2 separate regions of the Gossypium raimondii genome follow, and region 1 is linked to region 2. A link is a contact called in public Hi-C data. All regions are on one chromosome and are shown on one strand. The core of a region is the stretch at or near the end of the contact, and the rest is flanking DNA. Distances in the headings are between cores, read along the strand shown. Region 1 holds the start of LOC105777602 (pentatricopeptide repeat-containing protein At4g39620, chloroplastic). Region 2 holds the start of LOC105776799 (ATP-dependent RNA helicase DEAH11, chloroplastic).

Region 1 (5,965 bases), core at 1,199-3,698, 410 kb after region 2:
TTCTGAACTATATAACTTCAGCATCAGATGTCGAGTTTTTTGACTTGTAAGTTGTCACCCGACTGAGTTAATTTATACGACTGTCTTTTTCTTTATAAATTATAATGTGTAATATCCTGATTATGTTCCACATTAATACTATAATATGTTGTGTAATGAGAGGCAAATGTTACTTGAGTTTCTTTTATAAAGTTGCATGCAAGATATTTGATGAACTAGAATTTTTGTTTTTATTCCTAGTTCTTTTTATACTAAATACTACTCAGACTTGGGAACTAGATTTCTGATATCTTCAATTTTTCTTAGTTTTTTTCCCCATGTATTTGTGTCTTTCAAGGATTATTTTCTCATACCCATTTTTAGAAAAAGTTAATATAGGTTTCAGATACATGTTCTTCAAGAAAAATAATTGGAGCAACATAGCTTTATGTTTAAGTCAGCATCTTATTTTTCTTTCATTGAAAATTTCGAATTCTGGTTGATATATCTTGTATATATCAGTGGACACATTCTACTTTTTTGATGAACGGACCAGTTGCATTGGCCTAGTTATTAGTGGAACTAAATATAACTGTATGACTTGTTAATTAACATATGAAAAAATGGTAACATAAAATACTTGTTTTTGTCTTTTTATGAACAGGTCACTTAGACGGCATGGTCAATCTTTGGAGAAAGTAAACCGAGGCATGATATTAGCTCCTCTAGTAGGGATCATTGTGAATTTGTTGGATGCTAGCACAGATTCCAAGTTCAAGGAACACAATGATATCGTGGGTGTTTTTGCAAACATGGATTGCCCTGAAACTATGCATTATGGCTTGCAGTACATGTTAGAGTATAATTGGGTTAGTACTGTTATCCCTTATATATCCAAGAATCCACCATGTTTCATTTTGCTCCATGGCATTTTGATCGGATGTTTGCGAGCCAGGGACATTTTTTCTTTTCATTTCAAGGTTATGATTCTTACAGTCTTTTAACTCTCATACACCTTTGATTTCCAGGCTACATCATTTAGGGGAGAAGCATATGTGCCTAAGCTTTGCCGGCTAGAGAATTTCTTGGCCCTCCTTATCAGCCATACTGATTCAAAGAAGATCGAGGGGCTTGAATGTGGAGAAAACAATGCCGACGATGGCATGTGCTGCATCTGTTACGCTTCGGAAGCCGATGCACAGTTCATACCGTGTTCCCACAGGTCTTGCTATGTTTGCATAACTAGACATCTTTTAAATTGTCAAAGATGTTTCTTTTGCAATGCCACTGTCTTGGAAGTAGTCAGAACCATAGAAAACACAGTTGAAAGATAACTAAGAATCTTATATTGTTTGAGGAAAATGGGGAAGAAAGCCAGAGAAAGTTGAAAAAAAAGTAGGTTTTTTGGTTTGTTTGTTCATTTTATTGCTTATGCTTTTGTTATTAAGGATTTATATTCTTATATATATACCCTTAAAGAAGTGGCATGTAGCTAGAAGTCGGGGGGTTGGAAAATGAGCGTCAGCAAGCCCTTTGTTTAATCCTCAGGCTGCAGTTTCAGTTGTACCTGGGAAAATAAAATTCTGGGTACACTACGCATTTTGTAGTTTGAGGGGCAGTAGTTGTAAATATGAGATGTAAATGGCAAGGAAAATAAGATAAAGAAACGAGTGCTTTTTTGGCTGATTATTATTCAACAATCCCAAGTAGCATAAGACTACTAAAATAACAAATAGTAGCCAACTTTTCATATTTATTTCTTAAAAAGAAAAAAGAAAAGAAAAACCCATCTATGTATTGGCTATTATTTCCTTGGTTCGAAAGGTGGAATCTTTTACCCTTGGAATCAACTCAAATAAGATTTGGCCCATTCGCTTCACTTATCATTTTCTTTATTACGTCTAATTGATTTTAGTTTAAATTTGATAATGATGTTCTACTGCTCAACTAAGAGTGAACAAATTCTAATTAAATAAGACAATTGAATCCTTTTTGTGCACGCTTCAATAATATTATTATTAGTATTATCTCAAATCAAATATCTTCGTTGAGCTTAAATCAAACTCCAAAATGGATTAAATTTGGATTTTGTACCGAATTTGAACGGAATACAGATATTTAGGGAGGTCGATAGGGTATCAGCTCAATTACCAAAAGCTCATTGTTATCCAAATTACACATTATCGTGGTTTTTAATAACTTATCAGTTCAAATGGAGTCTTACAATTGGTGTCTCAAGAACCATTACTATTTGAATAGATATAAATTTATATAAAAACCTAGCACCTGGGATCCGTGGCGCAATGGTAGCGCGTCTGACTCCAGATCAGAAGGTTGCGTGTTCGATTCACGTCGGGTTCAAAATCCCGATCCTTCCGGATCTATATTTTTCCCTTAGTTTTTTGCATGGGTAGTTTCGTCATTTACTTTCTTCCCGAAACTCTCCATATTTATAAAACAACCCCCGAGAAGCCCCCCCTATCAGCAGCTCCAAACACCGAAAGCTAAAAATAAAATGCCCCTAATTTTATCACCTTACTCTCTGCAACTCTCCACATTCCCTTCTCCTTTTAAACGTAATTCTTCACCAACTAACATATCCTCCCTCACCCAACCATGTAATCTTCCATCCCGACCCATCACACGAATATCCTGTACCACCCGACCCAGGAGGAAAACGGGTTCTTCAAAACCTGAGGACGCCGAAGCCAAGGAACTAGTTCGGGTCTTAATGAGAAGTTTCGGCGACAAAGAGCCGTTGGTTAAGACATTGAGCAGGTATGTGAGAGTTGTGAGATGCGAACACTGTTTTCTCCTGTTTGAAGAACTCGGCAAAACTGATAAATGGCTTCAATGCCTTGAGGTTCCTTTCTCCCTTTCTCGATTTTTGTTTCCCCCTTTTTGGTTCATTTTTAAGGTTTAGGGTATTTGGAATTTTGCATTTTCAGTTTGTTCTTAATACGGGTGTTCTTCGAAGATTTTTTTTGGAAAAGATAAAAAAATAAGTAAAGGAAACTAAACTTATCTCGTTATATTCATAGCTGTTATAATTACAGAATGGGTTCGGGCATAATGATCTGTTAGTACTAGTAAACAGGTAAAAGCAGCAATCAAGTGGAACTTAATGAACATATGAGTTGAGAGCAAATCTTTGTGTTAGAGAATTTAAGCTTCTTAAAGTGTCCTGTATTGCTGTTGGTAGCTGGAAACTTGGATGAAGTAAATCTGTTTGACTACTTACGTACTGTACCTTTCAGGTTTTCAGATGGATGCAGAAACAAAGGTGGTATATTGCCGATAATGGGGTTTACTCGAAATTGATTACGGTTATGGGAAAGAAAGGCCGAACTAGAATGGCTATGTGGCTCTTCTCTGAGATGCGTAACAGTGGTTGTCGGCCTGATTCTTCGGTTTATAATGCTCTTATCACCGCCCATCTCCATTCCCGTGATAAAGCCAAAGCTTTGGACAAAGCTTTGGGTTACTTCAACAAGATGAAGGGAATTGAACGGTGTAAACCCAATGTTGTCACTTACAATATTCTTTTGAGGGCCTTTGCTCAAGCTCGAAATGTGGATCAAGTTAATGCTTTGTTTAAGGATCTTGCTGAGAGCAGTATTGCCCCTGATATATATACGTTTAATGGTGTGATGGATGCATATGGGAAAAACGGGATGATCAGAGAGATGGAGTCTGTTCTTTCTCGGATGAAAAGCAATCAGTGTAAGCCTGATATTATTACATTTAATGTGCTTATTGATTCTTATGGCAAGAAGCAAGAATTTGATAAGATGGAACAAGTGTTTAAGAGCTTGTTGCGCTCCAAGGAGAAACCTACCCTTCCTACATTTAATTCGATGATCATAAATTATGGCAAGGCGCGGCTTAAAGAGAGAGCTGAAAATATTTTCAAAAGGATGACTGATATGAAATACACACCAAGCTTTATCACCTACGAAAGTCTTATAATGATGTATGGATTTTGTGATTGTGTTTCTCGGGCGAGGGAAATATTTGATGAGATTGTTGACTCTGGGAAGGAAATGAAAGTTTCGACCCTAAATGTCATGCTTGAAGTTTACTGCAGAAATGGTCTACCTATGGAAGCCGATAGGCTATTTGATAAGGCAAATAACATTGGGGCGATTCCCGATTCATCGACATATAAACTTCTATATAAGGCCTACACGAAAGCTGACATGAAAGACCTTGTACAGAAGTTGGTGAAAGAAATGGAAAAAGATGGTATAGTCCCTAATAAGAGATTCTTCCTAGAGGCTCTTGAAGCCTTTGGATCTCTACCGGCTAGTCCAGGTTCCGTTCAAGCCACAAGGAGTGGCAGGCCTGAGACTAATGCAAAAACTGAGGTTAAAGTAATTAATTGACTGGTTCTTTGTTATTTGGGTCTCCTTCCAACTAAGCCTGCATCAGAGCAATGGATGGTTTTCAATTTCAGCTATATTGACTGTTTTCCCCCACAAAATGCTGCCGGTATATGTCTCCGTTTGTTCTCTTATTTTCTGTTTGCATAGCAAAGCTTATACCCTATTAATGAGAATCACTTTGTGTGCTTGATTTTCCATTTAAAAATATAATATTGTTTTCTAAATTGTTGACAAAGATCACAGATTTAACCATGTCATGTGTTCGATCTGCATCTTGTTGCATCATTGTTAGTGGACTAGATAGTAAGCATACTTTCAGTATAGGATCCAGTGACAACTTTCTGTGCTTGTAGTATTTGGTTCATTGTTCTTTTATGACATTGACATCTAGTTTCCTGCTGTTCAGTTTGCTATTCTCTAATTGTGTTTTTTGATAAATGCGATGTGTTGTGTTGAAATGAACTGAGAGTAGTAGTTTTTCAGACATCTTTAATTGAAATGAGCCAGATTAATTTGTTTCATATTTCAGGGCAATGAACCGATTCTTCCCTCTGGTTTAATCTGAATGCAGTCCGCTTTCAAAGGCAATGCAATAAGACAATGAATGCAGAACGTTGGTCGTATTGCAGGCTTTATCCATACTCAGTTGTAGTTACAAAGAGTTCAGACAGTTGGGTATCTTCCTCGAATCGTAAGCAGGTACTTACAGCAATATTGTTTTGACTCTTCATTTTGCGTAAAGGATGGTTGCATCCGATATCAGTATCTAACATATATTTGGACTATGGTTATGAGTGTATGATTGTTCAAATGTATGAAAGAAATCGAGTATATTTGTGTTGAATATATTTCGTTTTCCTTAAGGAAGCCTATATGTTGGATAATACTAAACTCATGTTATTCAATGGTAAGAGGATGGCAATGTTTTTTGTAATATCCAAATTCACATAAATGCTTCAAATTTTAATTTCTTTTATTATTTGCATGAAATGCTAATATTATTATTATGTGTTTGAATTTGTAATGGATAACACTATTATATGAGTATTCAATTCAAGTTTATAGATGAGCAAATAACAGATTTTGTTGAATATTAGCAAAAGAGATCAGATACTGATTTACTTATAATGAAGACAGATTATGAAGATGTTTAAATGAATCTAATTGCAAATAATCAATATGGTCTTTTAATATAATCTATTTTATTCCAAAACAATTACAAATTATCTATTTGCTTAAGTAAATTAAAATTAAAAATTATATAATTCAAAGACTACTTCAAATATATTCAACATGAATTTTTTTATCTACAAAAACAATTTAACTAAATTAAAAGTTATATTTTCATTATACCAAACTTCATATTTTTGTTATATCAAAGTAAAAGTTCTATTGTTTCAAGGATTAAAATAAATTGTATGTATTCAAATAACTAATTTGTCATCATTTTTTAAACTGCAAAAGAAAATTTTAAAAAATCAACATATACAGGGGATGGGGATATATAGGCAGCTTAACGACACAAAAAAGTTGCTCTTTACTTGTCACCGGTGTCGCTCGAAAAAATTCATGACAATTTTTTTTCAATCTGACCATAAATT
Region 2 (5,772 bases), core at 1,983-4,482:
TTCCCAGGGTAGTTCTGGAAAACATGACATTGCTCTTCAAAGGATAGCTTTCCATGCAATGGTAAAACAATGGCATTTGGAGCTTCAAAATGATCGCAAGCCCATTCTACTTCCATCTGGGAAGTCAAAAAGGCGAGAATATTCCCTTCTTTCTCTGTTTTGTGAACCTCAGCAGCCATCCTCAAGACATAAGAAACATATGTCGCAACCATACCAGAACCAGAAGTTCCCTCAGTTGCACAAGGAACATACTTAATATCAACAGGAAAGTTTCTACCCTCCAAATGAAAGATTCCACACCCAAAAAAGTAGTCTGACAGTTGATTGGCATTAGCTGTTGCAGACATTATTACAAGCCTTAAATCAAATCTTCGGCCAAGTAAATCTTTAACCAATGCCAAAAGAAGATCAGTGTTCAGACTTCTTTCATGGGCCTCATCAACGATGATGCAAGAAATGCCGGACAAATTCTTATCCTTCATATAATGCTGCAGTAAACAGTGGTCAGTCATATATATCACCTTTGAATGAAACTGCTGAGAGGATGAAAATGTTGAATAACAAATGACTGAGTTATCACTGTAGCACCCGATGCTTTCTTCTCTAACTCTTTTTGCTAATGAGATGGCAGCAATCTTTCGTGGCTGAGTACATACAATTGACTCATTTGCAGCGATTCCTGAATCAGAAAGAAACTGAACCAGCTGGGTGCTCTTTCCTGAACCAGTCTCTCCAATCAACACCGTTACCTGGGCATTGAATAGTTGTAAGAGAAAATCAAAGGAAAATATCTACATTATAATAAGATATAAACACCAAAAAAACATAGGAACAAAATAAATAGAAATCTAAAGAGAATATCCTAAAAATCTGGCAGTTATTATCTACTATTGCATGGGGAGATAAATGAATCTTTTTTTATAACACCTAGGATTTTTTAGGCGTCGCTGCAATTTTAGCGGCTGCTTCCTACTTGCTTATTTCATCCTATGATAAGTTTTCAACCTTCTTGGTATTTAAATATTTTGCATCCATTTTCCATCTCCAAATACCATCCGAAATCCTAATTCCAGCAATTGAACCGAAACTCATGCAATTCTCTGGAAACTACCCTATGTGTCATGTAATTAGTATTGAGTTCCTCAATAATTTCACCAAACACAAGTTTAGAACCCAAACAGTAGCAGAAATCTAAAAGGTCCAGAAAATGGTCAAAATATACAGTCAATGTAAAGAAAATAACCCTACGTTGAATTTCACATGGCAAGAATATAAACTTACTTACAAAGGTTTTACACTTTGTTGCACTCAAACTACATTATAAATAGAATTAAGCACCAAGATAGGGGAAAAAATGAATACAAATGAGAAAAGAGAATATCCTAAAAATCTTGCAGTTATTATCTACTACCGCATGGGAAGTTAAATGACTCTTTTTGTGTGTGCGCGCACGTGAGAGATTGATGACACCATGAATTTGTTAAGCCTCACTGCCAATTTAGCTGCCGATTCCTACTGGCTCATTAGTGGCTCTTACCCAGCGTTTTCAACCTTTATGATATCTCAATATTTTGTATCCACTTCCTAGCTCTAAATACCATCTCAAATCCTAATCCCAGAAATTGAACTGCCTGCTCATGCAATTGTCTATAGACTATCCTATGTGTCATCTAATTAGTATTGAATTCCTCACTAATTTCACTAAACACAGGGATATTATCCAATACGGTAGCAAAAATCTTAAAAGTCCAGAAGAGAATTTATAGTGTTACATGTTCATCTAACTATAAATATGGAAGTCAACACTGAATCATAAGTTAACATCTTTAGGTATAACCTTCTGTATTTTCAATTAGTTAACACATAACATAAATGAACACAATTATAATATACAGACAATGTTAAGAAAATAATCGTTTTTGAGTTTCACATGCTTTTTCAAGTCTTTGAACTCTAATTACACTGTCAAATTATAAGGTGATAATCCTTTAAAAGAACACATCTTGTGCATATATGATGATGGAATTTTTAATCTCCAAACCAACTTTCACATTCTTAAATTGCATCACTAAGATTTTACAATATATATGATGATAATCCAAATCTATCTACCAAAACAGAAAAATGGAGGAGAAATAAATGATTACCTGTTGACCATGTATTCTAGTAAGAATTTCTTGCCTATGAGCATAAATAGGCAAACCATCTTCCAACCTTCTACATTCCCTCAAAATCAGCTGATGGATTAGCTTCCAATCAAGCTCTCCTTCAACCCTATAAACCTCCACACCTTCATCCCCTTCCTCATTCCCAATTTCCCCAGTTTCCAAGCACCTCAACAAGCTCCTCATCCCTCCCTTAAACTCCTTCAACCGCTTCGAAATCGTAGACCTTTCCGCCTTTAAAGCTTTCTTCTTGTCATCCAACTCATAAAACCTTCCCAGCGAATATTTCCTCTTACCCATTTGTCCAGACAAGTCAGCGATCTCATCGGATTTTTCATTGATTTTTTTCTGCCACTTCCTAACCAGTTCCCCTTCCATCAATCCCGTTATATGGCTCGAGAAAAGGGTTTTAAGGTTTTGATTGAGCTCCACCAGGTCAGAAGGCACGATGACGTTGGAAATAAGCTTGGGAGTGTAATGGATGGACCCATCAAGGCGGGAACGCCATAAATGGAGAACTGAAGAGAGGGTTTTGCTCCATTCTTGGAAAATTAGGGAAGCGGCGATTTTACCAGTGGTGTAAATGTGAGAGTTTTGGGGGGATGGGTCGAGTTGGGAAATAAGAGTTTGGAGGTTGTTCGGTTTGGAAGGAGAGGAGGAGAAGTCATGGAGGAGTTGAATTATGAAGTTTGGGCGGTGAAGGGCGTTGGAGTTGACGGAACCTTCGGTGGTGGATGCTGGCGGCAGAAAACGGCGGCGGTAGTATTGGTTGTTGACAGCCTGAAAATTGGGTACACGACGGAACTTGTTTTGGTAGCTAGATTGTTGGTGCTGGCGCTGGAGGTACGGTTTATGGCCACCCGGCGGCGGCGGGTGACGGTGGTTGGAGGATGAAGAGAAGTTCTTCATGGCATAGAGAAAACAAAACAAAATCTAGAAATTTCAGCTGTTTTTATTTTATTTTATTATTTCAGTTTTTATGAAAGTTGAAGCAGAGAAGAAGAAAGTGAGTCACTGAGTGAGCGAGCAAGCGAGTAGAAGACAAAAAAAAAAAGACGAGGAAAATAAAAAAAAGCAGTGTTCTTTTTAAATTTCTCTCTCTATATATATTTAAGAAATTTCAATTTCTAGAAAACGGAATTTGAGGGAGTTAGGTTTCCTGTTAAATATAGAAGTCGTATTGGTCAAGGAAGTATTATTTTATGAGTTAATTTCGATGTATATCTAATAAATATATTACTAAAATTTATATAAAATTTTAGATATTATTTAGAATTATAATAAGTTTGAAATTTAGGAAATTAAGACATTATTTTTCTTGTATAATTTCATATATATATATTCTCTAAGTTTGATTGTAAATGATGAAAATTATATTATGATTTTTTTTCTTTTTCTTTCCTTCTTTTTTTTTTCTCCTCTAACAACAGCAGTTACGCTCCTCTTTTTTTTCTCTTTCTTTCTTGTCAATTTAACATAGTATTAGCTCGGACCAATAGAATGATGTTTAGTACTGAAATGGAGTTTAATGCCCAAAGCCTCATGAAGTTTACTCCAAAATTTCGATGTAAACCGTGGATCACGATCAGAAATAATAGATGTCGGAACTTCGTGCAACCTCACAATCTCTGGCACATATAATTCCGCTAACCTCCCAAGTAAGTAATCTATTCTGATTGGAATAAAATTGGCCGACTTATTTAATCTATCAATAATCACCCAGATCAAATATTTCTTTTTCGGAGTTACAAGCAAACTAGGTACAAAATCCATCGTGACTCGCTCTCACTTCCATTCAGTAATCATAACAGGCTATAACAATCTAGACGACACCTGATGTTCTGCTTTTACCTGTTGACAAATCATACATTTGGCTACGAACTCACAAATCTCACGTTTCATACCCAATCAGCAGTATAACTACTTCAAATCACAATACATCTTCGTGCTACCTAGATGAATGGAATATGTACTATTGTGAACCTCTAATAGTATATCACGTTTCAAATTTAAATTATCCGTAACACAAATTCTATCGCGAAAATGCAATGTACCATCATCACCAATACTCTATTTAGTAGTCAAATTATCCAAACAAGTTTCGTTTCATTATCAACTTCGGATCGTCATCTTGCAATTCCCGAATTCATTGTAGAAACAAGGGTTTAGTCTTCAATTTCGCCAATACAGAACCATCAGCATTCAAAGCCAAATGAGCATTCAACACTCGAAGTGCAAACAATGATAACTTTCTGCTGAGTGCATCCGCAACCACATTAGCCTTTCTCGGATGGTAATCAATAACAAAATCATAATCTTTCAATAGCTCTAACCAACGTTGCTATCTCAGATTCAGTTTTTTCTGAGTCATTAAATATTTTAAGATTTTGTGATCAATATACACGTGACATTTCTCGCCGTATAAATAATGCCTCTATATCTTCAAAGCGAAGGTAATAGTGGCCAGCTAAAGATCGTGAGTAAGATAATTCTTTTCATGCGGCTTTAATTGTCGAGAAGCATAAGCTACCACTTTCCCTGATTGCATTAACACGCAACCTAAACCATTGAGAGACGCAACACTGAAAACAACATATGTCGTTCCAGATTCAGGCTGAGTTAATATTGGAGCTTCTGTTAACATGTTCTTCAACTGATCAAAACTTTGTTGACACTTATCAGACCAAACAAATTCAATGTTTTTCTGTAATATCCTAGTCATAGGTGAAGCAATAATCGAGAAGTTTTTAACGAATCACCGATAGTATCCGGCTAATCCTAAGAAACTTCAGACTTTAGAAACGTTCTTCAGAATTTTCCATTCAACAATCATAGATACTTTATTTAGGTCAACCCTGATTCCATTCGCAGATATAACATATCCTAGAAAATCTACTTCTCGTAGCTAAAATTCACATTTACTAAATCTCACATATGTTTATTTTTCACGCAAAGTTTACATTACAACTCTTAAATATTCGACATGATCTGACTCGTCCAGTGAATAAATCAGGATATCATCAATGAATACCATAACAAACAGAACTAAATATGGCTAAAATACTTGATTCGTCAAATCCATGAATGCCGTAGGAGCATTGGTCAAACCAAATGGCATCATCAGAAATTCGTAGTGACCATATCTAGTTCTGAATACAGTTTTCAGTACATCTTGCTCTTTAACTCAAAGCTGATAATATCCAGATCTCAAGTTGATCTTTGAAAACAATGTAGCTCATTTTAACTGATCGAACAAATCATCAATACGAGATAACGGGTATTTATTCTTGATGGTGGCTCTATTCAGTTGTCAATAATCTATACATAGTCTCATTGACCCATCTTTCTTCTTCATGAACAAAACTTGAGCACTCTAATGTAACACACTCGATCGAATAAATCACTATCTAACAACACTTGTAACTATGCTTTTAACTCTTTCAATTCTATAGGATCATCCTGTACGGTGTTATCAAAATTGGAACTGTTTCAGGCACAAGTTTGGTCACAAATTCTACTTCTCGAATTGGTGGCAACCCGAGTAGTTCTTCAGGAAAAACATCAGCATACTCTTTGACTACCGACACTTGCTCGATTTTTAACTCAG

What was found. A called contact is a pair of places that touch in the nucleus more often than the background predicts.
Region 1: a Hi-C map of leaf shows a contact between it and region 2, with 2.0 times the contacts expected there. The contact joins the promoter of LOC105777602 here to the promoter of LOC105776799 in region 2. A contact is called at or near these places in 2 of 2 Hi-C or Micro-C datasets (both in leaf).

What each region holds. Positions count from the first base shown.
Region 1 is chr10:13,645,148-13,651,112 of ASM2569854v1, forward strand. LOC105777602 (pentatricopeptide repeat-containing protein At4g39620, chloroplastic) reads left to right here and starts at 2,449. Exons shown (of 3, transcript XM_052622709.1): 1 at 2,449-2,842; 2 at 3,237-4,470; 3 at 4,936-5,335. The coding sequence starts at 2,495. The coding sequence ends at 4,364. It overlaps LOC105776800 (E3 ubiquitin-protein ligase RKP), which reads left to right. Exons shown (of 11, transcript XM_012599712.2): 9 at 1-46; 10 at 644-848; 11 at 1,008-1,671. The coding sequence ends at 1,313. TRNAW-CCA (transfer RNA tryptophan (anticodon CCA)) reads left to right here and starts at 2,269; the gene lies at 2,269-2,340.
Region 2 is chr10:13,231,684-13,237,455 of ASM2569854v1, forward strand. It overlaps LOC105776799 (ATP-dependent RNA helicase DEAH11, chloroplastic), which reads right to left and starts at 3,233. Exons shown (of 3, transcript XM_012599710.2): 1 at 2,148-3,233; 2 at 1-749. The coding sequence starts at 3,074.